2 separate regions of the Mus musculus genome follow, and region 2 is linked to region 1. A link is a contact called in public Micro-C data. All regions are on one chromosome and are shown on one strand. The core of a region is the stretch at or near the end of the contact, and the rest is flanking DNA. Distances in the headings are between cores, read along the strand shown.

Evidence for each region. A called contact is a pair of places that touch in the nucleus more often than the background predicts.
Region 2: a Micro-C map of MC3T3-E1-derived osteoblasts shows a contact between it and region 1, with 14 times the contacts expected there. The contact joins two enhancer-like sites. A contact is called at or near these places in 3 of 15 datasets of contacts at CTCF or cohesin (embryonic stem cells, large pre-B cells and pro-B cells), 47 of 484 Hi-C or Micro-C datasets (3T3-L1-derived adipocytes, B cells, the C2C12 cell line and 26 more), 2 of 115 datasets of contacts at active chromatin or transcription factors (astrocytes and large pre-B cells) and 1 of 9 other capture datasets (embryonic stem cells).

The regions. Positions count from the first base shown.
Region 1 is chr12:40,088,214-40,094,466 of GRCm38.p6, reverse strand. The region is part of intron 4 of Scin (scinderin); the gene reads left to right. Among named protein-coding and RNA genes, the nearest start is that of Scin, 43 kb to the left of the region's middle. Within about 2 kb of position 4,251, at least 27 of the 459 cell types and tissues checked have an H3K27ac peak or open chromatin away from gene starts, as enhancers often do.
Region 2 is chr12:40,822,443-40,829,019 of GRCm38.p6, reverse strand. Dock4 (dedicator of cytokinesis 4) reads right to left here. Exons shown (of 53, transcript NM_172803.2): 43 at 64-240. Among named protein-coding and RNA genes, the nearest start is that of Immp2l, 200 kb to the left of the region's middle. Within about 2 kb of position 2,854, at least 10 of the 459 cell types and tissues checked have an H3K27ac peak or open chromatin away from gene starts, as enhancers often do.

The DNA of each region.
Region 1 (6,253 bases), core at 3,002-5,501:
GCCATTGGTCTTTTGAAGACCAGATGCTTTTTTAAAAAAAGAAATTATGTAGCTGGGTGGTGGTAGCACACACCTTTAAGCCGGGGCAGTGGATCTCTGTGAGTTCCATGTAAGCCTGGTCTACAGTGAGCTCCAGGACAGCCAGGGCTACACAGAGAAACTCTGTCTTAAACACCACCACCACCACCACCACCACCACCACCACCACCACCACCACCAACAACAACAACAACAACAACAGAAACTGAATCTCAGAACCCTCATAGGCTCTTTAAATATATCTGGACATAAAAATAAGTTGTAGCAGATTTTGAGAAGAGCAATTGCACCTGGTATTTACTCTGGAGTGATGGTCACTCAGCCTGAAGTAATATCTTGCAAATATTCTGTGATTGTTTTCTTAACATATGGGGTTGTTTTTCTTTGGGAATTTCAGAACCTTAGTATGATCCCAGTCATTAAGACTTTCCTGGCAAACCTAGAATTCTTAAAATGGCTGTGCTTGCTTACGTAGTGGTTCCCTAAGAACCTAGGTCAGGAGAGATTTGGGTATACTGTAATTGACTTGCTGGAAGGCCTTTTGTGCAACGATAATAAAAGTGCTTCTGCAAGGTGGTCCAGAGTTCAGTCCATCAGAGACTGGGCTGCCCTGCTGCCCACTTAACACATCCTGCAGTGTCTCTCTCTTTCATCTGTGTAACTCAAAACACTGACAATAAGCAGACGTGTGTTCATTCCTTTCTCCTATTTGCTCAGATGTGAAGTAACTGCCTGACCATGTTAATTGTCTTCTGCAGATTCATCTAGTGGTCCCTGCCCACACAGATACTTGTCAAGGACCAGGGAAGCCCACATACATCCCTGGATTGAAAGCTAACTGAACATAGGCCAAAAGCTAACTTGTTAAGGGTTATAGCCCCTGCTGTCTTCCATGGTATTGGTACACCTCAGACACTCCTGGAGCAAATCTTGCCTAACTCATATCTCTTGCCTCACTAAAATAAAGTCCTATGTGCAAGACTATTGGAGGACATACGATTTAATGTCTTTAATCCCAGCACTTGGAAAGCAGAGGCAGGTGGATTTCTGAGTTTGAGGCCAGCCTGGTCTACAGAGTGAGGTCCAGGATAGCCAGGGCTACACAGAGAAACCCTGTCTCAAAAAAACCAAAAACAAACAAACAAGAAAAAGTGACTGTTCTGTCCTTTCTTTGGGGCATTGCCAACCACTGCCAACCACTGCCAACCACTGCCAACCACTGCCATGGTGACCACACAGGTTCTCTGTTTTGCTTAGAGCGGATATAAACAGGTCCATCTTCACTTTGTAGTCTAAGTCTAAAATAGAAGATTTGACTAGGTCTCTCTCTCTCTCTCTCTCTCTCTCTCTCTCTCTCTCTCTCACACACACACACACACACACACACACACACACACACACACACACACACAGGCATGCATGTGTTAGGATATAGCTAAGTTGGTAGAGTGCTTTCCTAGTGTTCTCAAAGCCTTGAGTTTGAGCCCCCAACATCATATAAACTGAACATAGTGGTGCACACTTGTAATTCCAGCTCTTAGAAGGCAGAAGGAAAAGAATCAGAAGCTCAAAGCTCATTTTCTGCTAAATAGTGAATTTGAGACCAGCCTGGGATATATGAAAGAGACCTTGTCTTTAATTAATTTATAAATCAACAAGATATATTGTCTTGACATAGTCTTCTTGGCAAAATCATTAAACGAAGATATGAAAAAACAATAAAGTATAAGTTCACAAGGAGATATAAGCTCATTATTAAACCATTATGAAAAGGGTTCCAGGTGGCTGTGGCAATTGGGACACTGAGTACGTGGGACACCAGTACTTGGGACATTAAGGCCTGCGCATAACTGTAAGTTATTCAGTGCCACACGGTGAAGACCCTGTATTAAGAAGACACTGTCAAGTAGGACTATGCAGGACCTTTTAAAAGAGAAATGCTTTGGCCAGGTTAACAGTTCACCTTCGGAGGACTTAGCTTCTGCTCTCATAATGTGCTAGTAATATTAGCAATCACTTCATATACACTTTTTGATTAATCACATTAATTAAGTGACATCCATCACCACACCATTTGAAGCACGTTCAGGGAAACTTACAAGAGCTCCTTCCTGCCTGATCCTGCTGAATGAAAGATCATTCAAAAGGCAAGAAGGGAACACATATGAAAGCCAAAAGCTAATAATGTTGGCTTTCTTCTTTCCGATGACTCCAGCTTGTTGTGTCAAATTGACATAAAGCCAGCAAGTACAATTTTTGTCTTATACATCGTAACAGTCTATGAGTGTATTTTCTATATTATAGTAGCTCCTGTATTAACTTTCGTTAGCATTTAGTAACTGAATCTATTTTCAAAGACCGATCTCGGTCAGACAGATAGTTTATCGGACATTCACCCAGGACTGATTGATCATGGTTGCAGATCAAACTTGGGAGCTGGTTGTGACTCCAAGCCAGGATCCTCTAGATCTTTTAAGTCTTGAAAACCACAAACATCTGTGTCAAGTTATTTCATCAATCAGGATTTAAAGATAGGGGATTTCCTTAGGAACATAGCTTTGTTGTACACCTTCCTTGTCTTCATTGGTTGGGGTATTCAAGTATGGCGAGGGTCTTGCCTTGTCTAACATTTATATCTTAACTCACTAACCAAGATGTCAGTTACACACATACATGTCTCTTTTTGCCAAGCAAGATATAGGTTCCCAGGGAGGTCTTGGGCACTTAAACTTTATTTGATCCCTCCTCAAAATGGAAGTCTTATTCCAAATGGCTTCTTATGTTGGTGCAATTGTCTCTCTTATGTTGGGGTCCATCCATGGAGCAACTTGAAAAGGTAAGAAACCATAAAAGCTTATACATAGGCTCAGAAGTGTTGACAGGTGGTTAGTTCAGATCCAAGTTTATTCTGAATAACTATACAAAGCACTTGTAACTGACCTGTGTTGTAACCAGTTTCCAAGAACACCAAAGCACAGAGCATAACAGAATCTACAGTCAACTAAAGCATGAGAAAGTACCCTAGTAATAGCACTTGAAAATTTTTCCTTATACCGTTAGGAACAGCATACAATGGTAGGCTGGTGAGGTAACAGTTACCTAAGCCTTAACAATTTACCTAGGCCTTAATATCTGTATGGGTTTTTTTTTTTTCAGGATGTATGGCATCATTTACCTTTAATTACATCAAAACATTAAGATGAAATAATATTTTATTCAATTAGTTACAGTAACCACACTCCTTGGGATCAGTAGTGACAAATGGCTAGTGAGCCCTGTGTTCAGCAACACTGCTGTGGGGCATTTCATCACTGTGGTGAGTGCTAGTGGCTGGCCCTGTGCTAGATCATCTCACAGGTGCTTCACTGACCCCTGCCTTTTGTCAATACATGTTCCAGGCTTTCTGTACTCTGAAACATCCCTACTCACAACCCAATACAGCTAATCCCCCTGTATCTGATAAGAAAGTGGGGCAATACATGTATTTAAGAAGCTGGAAAGCTCGTACTAGAGAGCAAGTGTTGGGTTCTCATGTCCAGGGAGTGGCAGCTGCTATGGGAGGTCACAGCCCTTCCTCAGAAGTCCTTGTGTTTATTTCTATCAGCATCTTCCCTATTATCAAATATTTGTTTTACCTAAGGCACAAAGTGCTCTGCAGCAAGTGAATATATTAGAGAACCTGCTTTCATTTTTATTATGGATTTCTATGTTCTGTGTGCTTGATTTTCATTTGGGGAAACGAACATGGATTCAAAATTAAATGAGGATTAAAATGTTCCCCCATGAAACCTTGGAGCTTTCTCTGCTTATTGTTGAAACAGAAGGATAGCCATGCATATTAAAGTGACAAATACCTGAGTGGGCTGCCTCATTTATGATGCACGGGCCTTCAGTGGTGGTCATGGTGCTGGCAATGATAACCAGAAGGTCTGAGGCAGGAGACTGTGTCTGAAGCAGAGATGGTTCATTTACTCCATCAAGTAATGTCAAAATCTGACTTACTTACAACTGAGTTCTTTCAGAAGATAGAAGAGCAGCAGAAAGAACGGTTAATTTTGATAGAGGACAAAACCAAAAGCAATGCAAAGCAAACCAACAACAACGACAAAACCAACTAGATTTACATAGATTGTCAACCTCTTGAATGTAGAAAGGAACCTCAGGTTGTAGATTGTTTCCAGCACGTTTAATGACACAGCTGAGAAGAATGCAAGCTAACCCACTTCCTGTTCAAAGCCTTTCTTTTAGGTGCTAGTTAACTCTTCCTGAAGACATGAGAGTCCTCATGGTCACATCTAGATCTTTGGGGTATTGCATCTGTGATACAATGCTTTAGGAGAGTTGGGAACACTTCCTATGCTTTGATGACTTGAGTGGCCTGTGATGAATCTAGAAGACTTCAATAAACAGGAAATGATAATTACTGTATGTGAAGTACAGACATAGATATTCTGTTCTGGAAGGAAGAAAAAAACACAAAACAAAGCAAGAAGTATTGTGTGTGTGTGTGTGTGTGTAGTACAATTTTTTACTGTCTTATTTGTTAAAGAAATATAGCTTAAAACTTTAATTGAAATAATAATATTTTCCTTCCCATAAACTGTTCTATAAGTTTTAGGGTCTGCATAATTTTCTACCACTTGATTATAGTCACCTTAATGTATTCAATCTCTTGCATATTAGGCATTCAATAGTTTGTTCTTTTTAATATAAAACATTGTAATAAAAATTCAAGTTATTTTTATGTATATTTTATTTATCTCTCTCCTTCTGAGATAGGATTTCTCTGTGTAGCTTTGGCTCTCCCAGAACCTGCTCTGTAGACCAGACTGGCCTCAAACTCACAGAGATCTGCCTACTTCTGCCTCAAGCACTGGCATTAAGGTGAATGCCAGCATTGCCAGGCTTAATTTTTTTCTTTTTCGTAAACTGCCACAATAACACGATTGAGCTAAGTAATTGGTGTGTTTTCAGTTACTTACAGATCACTTCTAAAATTTTCCTTCATGTCAGACAGTGACTGTTGGTCACATTTCCTTCACATCATAGATTGTTGATCTTTGCTATGCAGTATTTTTACTTATTTTTATTTTGGGGAATGGTCTCTGGTGTCCCAGACTTCCCCCAAACTCAAGGATGGCCTTGGATTTATAAACCTCCTGTCTCTACCTCCTGAGTTCTGGGATTACAGGTGTGTGCTACCATGCCCAGCTTTATGTCGGATCCAACTTGGGGTTTCATGCATCCTGGGCGAGCACTTTACCAACTGAGCTCCATTCCTGCCCACTACTTCTTCTCTTAAGTTCTTCTGTTCACCCATACAACACTCTGATATGATGAAAGAGTTTCTCTGTTTCAGAATTTAATGGCCACAGCATAGGCAGACCCAAGAAGATGAAAGAAAAGAGACGGCGGGTATTGGAGAAAGGTGGAAACAAGTTCTGTAGAGTAGGGAGTTACACACTCTAACCCCCATGAATAGAGAGTATGCTGGAGTGTCACCACCACCATGGACTAATCCCAATGGGAGAACCAATAGCACTTCCTGTGCACTCTGTGCAGAGATGAAACTTTGGAAGAATCCACAAAGCAGGAGTGGTCCATTAGTTAAGAATACATAGTTTGAAGCCAGAGTTCAAACTGATTTGTTGTTTAAAGCACTGTAACCTCGAACCAGGTACCCAGCCTTTCCTCTGCTCATTTTTATAAATGTGCACTTGTAAAAAAGGATAAATAACAGGGCTAGCTTCTAGGGTGTGACGTGAAGTGACTTAGTAGAGTGCTTAGAGAGGTGTCTGGTGCATCTGTTAAACAAGCCTTTAAAAGTATCTGGCATTGCATACAATGACACTCAGAAGTACTGTCTGAGACACATAATGACTAGTAAGGGGAAACATACATACACAGACCCTGTCTAATACATGTGCTTTAGGCAAGTTGAGTGCTGATGTTTAAGAGTAATTTTCAAAGAAGTAAGACCAAATGAATGAAGTCTTATAGCAATGTCCAATGACTGAGTTACTTTCTGTGGAAGTGACAAAAGACCATAATAAAGGCAACTTATAAAAGATAGCTTTTAGCTGGGGGACTGTGGTTGTAGAGCAGTGGTTCCCAACCTTTCTCATGTTCTGATGCTTAAACACAGTTCTTCATGTTGTAGTGACCTCAACCATAAATTATTTTATTGCTACTTCATAACTATAATTTTTCTACT
Region 2 (6,577 bases), core at 1,605-4,104, 740 kb before region 1:
GATCTATAAAATCTGAAGGCATGGCCACTGATGAGTTCCTGTCCAGCAATCCTCAGTTCTCACCTCTTGATACCTGGAGACCCCACCGTTCACTGCAGCATCTATGACTCCATTGAGGCACATGGTCAAGGGGTTGATATTCTGCATCTGCCTCGTCTGACACTGGCTGATCAGGGTCTTCAGCTGCTGGTTCTTGTTTTCTAACACTTCGATGGCGTTTTCCAGAGGACTCATCTCTACCTGAAAAGCAAAAGAGTATAAATATCTACTGACTTTCATGACATTCAAAACCAAAGATGCCGAGGGGTTGGGGGACAAGACAGACAAAGTAGACTATCCACCTTATGAATCATCTATGGTTCTTAGTGGCTCCCATCAGTATCTCTTCTGGGAGCTATCCCATAGCAAGGAGAGGATGTGGAAGTCAAGTTACCCATTCATCAGTAAGGTGTGAAAACATCAGATAATTATATCCATCGGTGGGAGTATGGTTTGGGTAACAAGGAACTGTCTACTCTATAATAGCACAGCTATAAGCATCCCCTGTTTAGGATCTTTTGGGTGGACCCCGAATAATGACTGTGCCACCCTTCTAGGCACTTATTTGATACAAAGCAGCCTGAGAAACCCAGAGATACATTAGCAGATCTTCTGGTGTCAAAGAGTTCTCAGTCTCATTGGAGAGAGGGGACATATGCCCATGCAGACCCCATATGCATTTATAACAGCACCATATGGTGGCACAGGATGGTACACAGTTGGGAGTTACAGAAAACAAGCTAATCACATACATTCCAGGATCTAATTTTTGGTGCAGAGCCAAATAGAATCATAATGACTTACTGGGTTGGTACAGGGGACCTAATTTTGTCTGTGATCAAAGTGCTTTCCCCAGTATATGGCACTGTGCTGTTAGTGCCACTGACATTCTCTGTGAAGAGAAGGGCTGCCAAACTCTTAGTGATGAAGTGACTGGGCTTGCAGGAAGCACACTTAGGCTCTTGTTCTTTCAGTCAGAGAAACAAATTAGAACAAAAGGCCACTCGGGCTATCTTAAATTAACACTTTAAGTGACTCAAGTGTATGAAAATTAAGAATAAATACTAGTCAAGGATGCTATAAAGGGAAGGGACACCGGACACATGACAGAATAATTTGAATATGTGTAATCAGTAAGGAACCCCTTCATTGAATGTACAAGACTTTGAAACTAGTAAAAAAGAAAAAAAAAAAAAAAAGAAACAACACAAGAAAAACTGGGCACAAAACAGGAACAGCAAATTCAGAGAGAAGTAAATTTAAGTAGCCAGTAAATACCTGCAAAAGATCTAAGCCTTATATGTGAGGAAACACGAACAATACTGCCATACTACAAATACTATACAAGGCCTCATATAGTGGTAAAAATAAATATGGTGATAGACAGCAAATGAGAGTAGAACTGTGAGCACCAGTGCCCCCTTTCTGCTGTTGGGAGTGCAGACTGCCTCATTAGCTTTGGAAAACAGTTGCAGTATCTATCACCTATCTACTTATATAAATTATATATAATATTATCTATAGCTTTATCTATCTCATGGTCCAAAAATCCTATTCACAGGTGTATATCTGGAAAAAAAAATGGAGCTGGACATCTATCTATATGTGCAGCTGGAACCATGAACAAAAATGTTTGTAACTGTTTCCCTAGTCAGGAATAGTATATAGTAATGGGAAGCTTTCTTGTCGAACTTAGTAAATTGGAAAAAAAATACCACAAATAACACTAAGTGAATTAAGCAAGTCTTAACAGAGTGCACACAGTTAAGCCAAACTAAGTGGACTGGTTTAGAAAAGCATAAACAGGTGAAATCTAAGCTAGGGAATGCATACCACAAACATCAGGATACCTCAGGGGTAAAGGCAGGGAACTGTCACTGTAATTTGGAGGGGTACATAAGAAGCCCCTACGAAGCTTTAGAGTGATAAATATAAACAATTTGTGATACTAAATCTTTGTTTTATATGTGCAAAAGCCAAAGCACAAAGGCAAGTCTGAGTCTGAGCCACTGTAAGTTAGTTTGCAAGTGTCTTCAGAACACAGGACAGAATGCTGACTCTAGAGCAGTGACTCTCAACCTCCCTAATGCTGTGACCCTTTAGTGCAGCTCCTCATGATGTGGTGACCTCCAACCATGACCTTCACTGCTACTTCATAACTGTAATTTTGCTACTGTTATGAACCATAATGTGTGTGTGTGTGTTTTCTAATGGTCTTAGTCAACTCCTAAAGGGGTCATGACCCAAAAGTCGAGAATTGCTGCTCAGGGGCTGTGGGTGGGGAAGAGCTGCGTCTGAAAGGACACAGACTCTCGGATGACAGAAGGAAGGAATTGGAGAGATCAATGACTCAACAGCTGCAAACCATCAGCCCTGTCACTATGCACTCAAAAGGGATTACAAACATTTTTATGAGTTGTTTAGACAATAATAAAATGAAAAAAAAATCCATCTTCACATTTGCAAACTCTAATACTAGTAATTCAATAATTTTGTGAATATCACATAAAATATTAAAAAAACTTGTATAGAATACAGGAACTTCAGAGAATATTTCCAATATGTATCTGAGACAAAGTATAAATAATTCACAATGTTGGACAAAACGGAATGCAGGGAAGGAACTGACTGTCCTCAAAAGAACCAGAATGAATAAATATACTGCCGCAATTCTTCACCAGCACTCGGTAAATACAAGAAACTGATACACATGTCTCCTTGTCAGGTCAGAAAGCAATGGTGTCTGTGAGGAAGACACTAAGCAGCTGGCCTGTGGCCTGCCTACTCCTCTTCCTGAGGAAGGGCCTTTGAGGAACTGAAAAGGAAACAGGTGGCCAGGTCACCTCTCCCAGCTGACCAACCCCTCATGTAAATGCACTGAGAGTACCAACCAAGAGGAAGATATGGTCTCTAGATCCCTGTAGAAGGAAGTCTGTAGTAGGACTTCTTAAGTAGAGAAGTCCAGACTCAAAGACAAGTGTCCCTGAGAGGTTTCCGGCTAACCCTCTGAAGAATGGCACGCAGTGTCTCCTACTGTACACTTAAAACAGGGAGCCCTGTGAACCCCATTTATAGCTTTCATGTGTGATTCTAAATTGCTACCATTGCTGTGAGATAGAAAGATGGCAGATGTGGCTTTAGTCTCGGAAGAGCATCTGGACCACATTAAATTATTAATAAAGCCTGACGCTAGGAAGGAACATGGAGTCATGTCTAATTGGCTCAAAAGGAACATCTCTATAGATAAATAAGGAGAATGCAAGAGGCAACTGAACAGAAGCACAAGTGCAATCACAAAGCAATTGAAAATAAATAATAAAATTAGGAGGAATAATTTAATAACAACAGCTGCCATGGAGTAACACAAAACAAACACACTTAAATCTATGATCGGGGAATAATAGTAAAACCTAAAGCAAACCAATTCCAAGCAGCCTACCTGTTACTCGCTCAGGGTGCCAGGACTCACTCATTTCAAAAAGAACATTATATTTCCTTTCCTATATATCTCAGTAATAAAATATTTGAGAATGGATATTATTTTATAGAAATATTGCAACAAATAAATAAAGACAAATGAGTAAAGTGTGTATGTGTGTGTGTGTGTGTGTGTGTGTGTGTCAGCATGTATACATACATGCCATGTTGTATACATGGAGCTTAGAGAACAACTTGAGAGAGCTGGTTCTTTCCTTCTAACACATGGGCCCTGGGGACTGAAGTCAAGTTTTCAGGCTTGGTGGCAAGCACCTTTACCTACTGAACTATCTCACTAGTTCCCAAATATCAGTATCTCCATCCCTAAAAGATCAATGGGTCTGGGCAATGACAACCAAAGACCGATTGTCAATTATTCTCACTAACATCACAAGAGGAGAGGAGGGGAGACCAGGAGAAAACAGGAGAGAGGCATAAAAAACTATTAAGTGGTCTTGCACAAACAAAGAAACCCTTACTACGCCTTGAGGCTTAACGATCAACTTACAAGAAATATAGGCCACAGAGAAATATGTTACATGACCCCACTTGGATCAAGATTTAAGAAAACATTCCAAAGCAAACCACTGTGATTCTTCAACAAAAAATATTAAAAGAAAACATGCAAGGGAAAAATCTAGACTAAAAGCCTTTAGGCAACACTGCAAAGAACTAAAGTGAATGTCTAGACTCAAAGGAAGAGTGAAAAGAAAACCAGACTCTTGGTGAGGCATAAGGGAGCGCTAGAAATTTTATATTCACCATTTTACTGTGATTCTTTTATAGGTAATAATGACAGGTTGTTTATAAACACACACAATGAATTATGGAGGACACTCTATGACATAACATTATCTGGTGTGATAAGTGGTTAGAAGTGCAGACAAAACAAAATAGGTTCATTTTCTAGCTGTTGAACATGACAAACTAGGACTGTTATACATTCCCTCTATTGCTTTCGTGTGAACTAAGTGTCAGAGGGTAACTGCCTCCCATGTCCTGGGTGTATGAAGTAAGGGTTGAAGCAGGAGGGGACTTCTTACACAGGCAAGACCAGGAGCCTAGAGCAGCAGTGAAGCACTAGATGGCACTGTTATCAGGCTGGAAGAGACTCCTGGGATTCTGGGTACGGACAAATGTATGTATATTTGTTGTTGAGTTTGTTCTTTGACAATTTTGTACATATACAATGTGTATCTTGATGACTACAAACAGAAGCCTTTCTAATATCTCTCACACCCCTATCATTCTATCCTGCCTTTGAATACCTTGCCCACATCTTTTCTTTTCATTGTTGTTGTTGTTGTTATTCCTAATTTTGAGACCCTCTGAGTTTAACCAGGATCATCTGTGTGACCATGGGTTTGGAGTCATCTACTGGGCCTAGTGGGCTCCTCAGTGGGCACTCAAATGAAGAATGACTATCCCTTCCCTAGAATCCATCGCTAGTTCAGCAGGTAGAGGCAGGGCTCCACAGACCCATTCTTGATCTATGGGTGAATGTCGATAGACCCAGTCTTGAGTAGGCTCATTACAGGAAGCCACAGTTCACAAGTACACACCCTGTGCCAGACCTAGCAGACAGCATTCCACAGCCCTTCTCCCTATCTTACATTCCTCTGCAACGGTCCTTGAGCCGAAGCAGGGTAGGACAAATGTCCTGCTTAGGGCTGAGAGTCCAGCTGTTACTTATAGCCAGCACCTTGCACAGCCCTGGATCTCTGCATTCACCAGTTTACATTCACCAGTTTATTACAGTCAAGCATTTCCGGTTATGGCTGGAAGTAGCATTTAAACATGGATATAATCACAGATATTTAGAAGGCAGCTTGACAACATGACAGTTTACCTAAACGGGGATAAGTTCAGCTCTAGGGCCTACAACCTCCTCAGGCATGTATAGGGGGTGGGGCAGGTATACTGCACTGGATATGACGTCCCCCTTGTGGAGGGGGCATCAAATCACATTGAGATTCCATCTCACCAAAATCAGAATGGTTATGATAAAGAACAAACACTGGTTAGGATGTGGCGACTGATAAACCCTTACTGTTGGTGAACGTACACTGGAGCAGCCACTATGGAAATCAGTGGAGGTTCCTCAAAAAAAAAAAAAAAAAAAAAAAAACCTAGAGACAGAATTACCATATGACTCGCTGCTGACCCAATACCCAATGGACATCGTATTTCAGAAATACTTGCTCAACCATTCTCATTGATGCTCTGTTCACAATAGCTAAGAAGTGGGACCAGCCTTGATGGCCGACCACTGATGAGCGCACAGTGAAAATGTGGCCATATACAGTGTATTTCCTTCACCTGCAGAGAAATGCACAGTTAGGAAGTCTGCAGGCAAATGGATGGAACTAGGGAAAAATTATACTGAGGCTTAGAAAGATAAACACTGCATGATCTCTCTCACATTTAGAGTCTAGTTTCAGACCTTCAGATCTGTGTGATTAATCTGGAGCAGCTGCAGAAGCAATGCAATAAGACTAGGGCTACTGGGTGAGGAAATGCCTTAAGGGAGTAGGGAAAGCAACACAGAGATATAGCTGTACAAAGGAGGGGTTGTGAGGGTGGAAAGTTTAAGCAGAGATAGGTGTGGGTGGACAGAGGAGATGAGAGTGAAAAGAGGAAGGCTAACCAACACTAAGATGTATGGAAAAAGCTATACTGTCAATCATAGATGCACACTACTTTTTAAGCCAACATAAAACAGAAGTTAAGGAAGACTTCAAAGAGCTCTAGCCCAATATTTGGATAGTGCTGCCGCCGCATGCTGAGAGTCACTAAACAAGCCCCTAGTGTCAGGTATGAGATATCGCCTGTTGCTTTGTTGGTCAAAGAAGCTCTGCAGGCCTGTGAAACAATATAGGTTTGGCCATTCTTTTTGGTTGCCCACCAGAACTAGCTGATAAGATCCTACTGCTAAAGACACCATGTAAGGAGTAGAGAAATCAAGTTAGAACTAAGCTGCCTGCTGCCTCCCTGTTGGCTGGTGTTTCTCGTGCTGGAAGGTGTTCTCACACTGGGGAGAAGGTATCAATGGGCTTCCTAA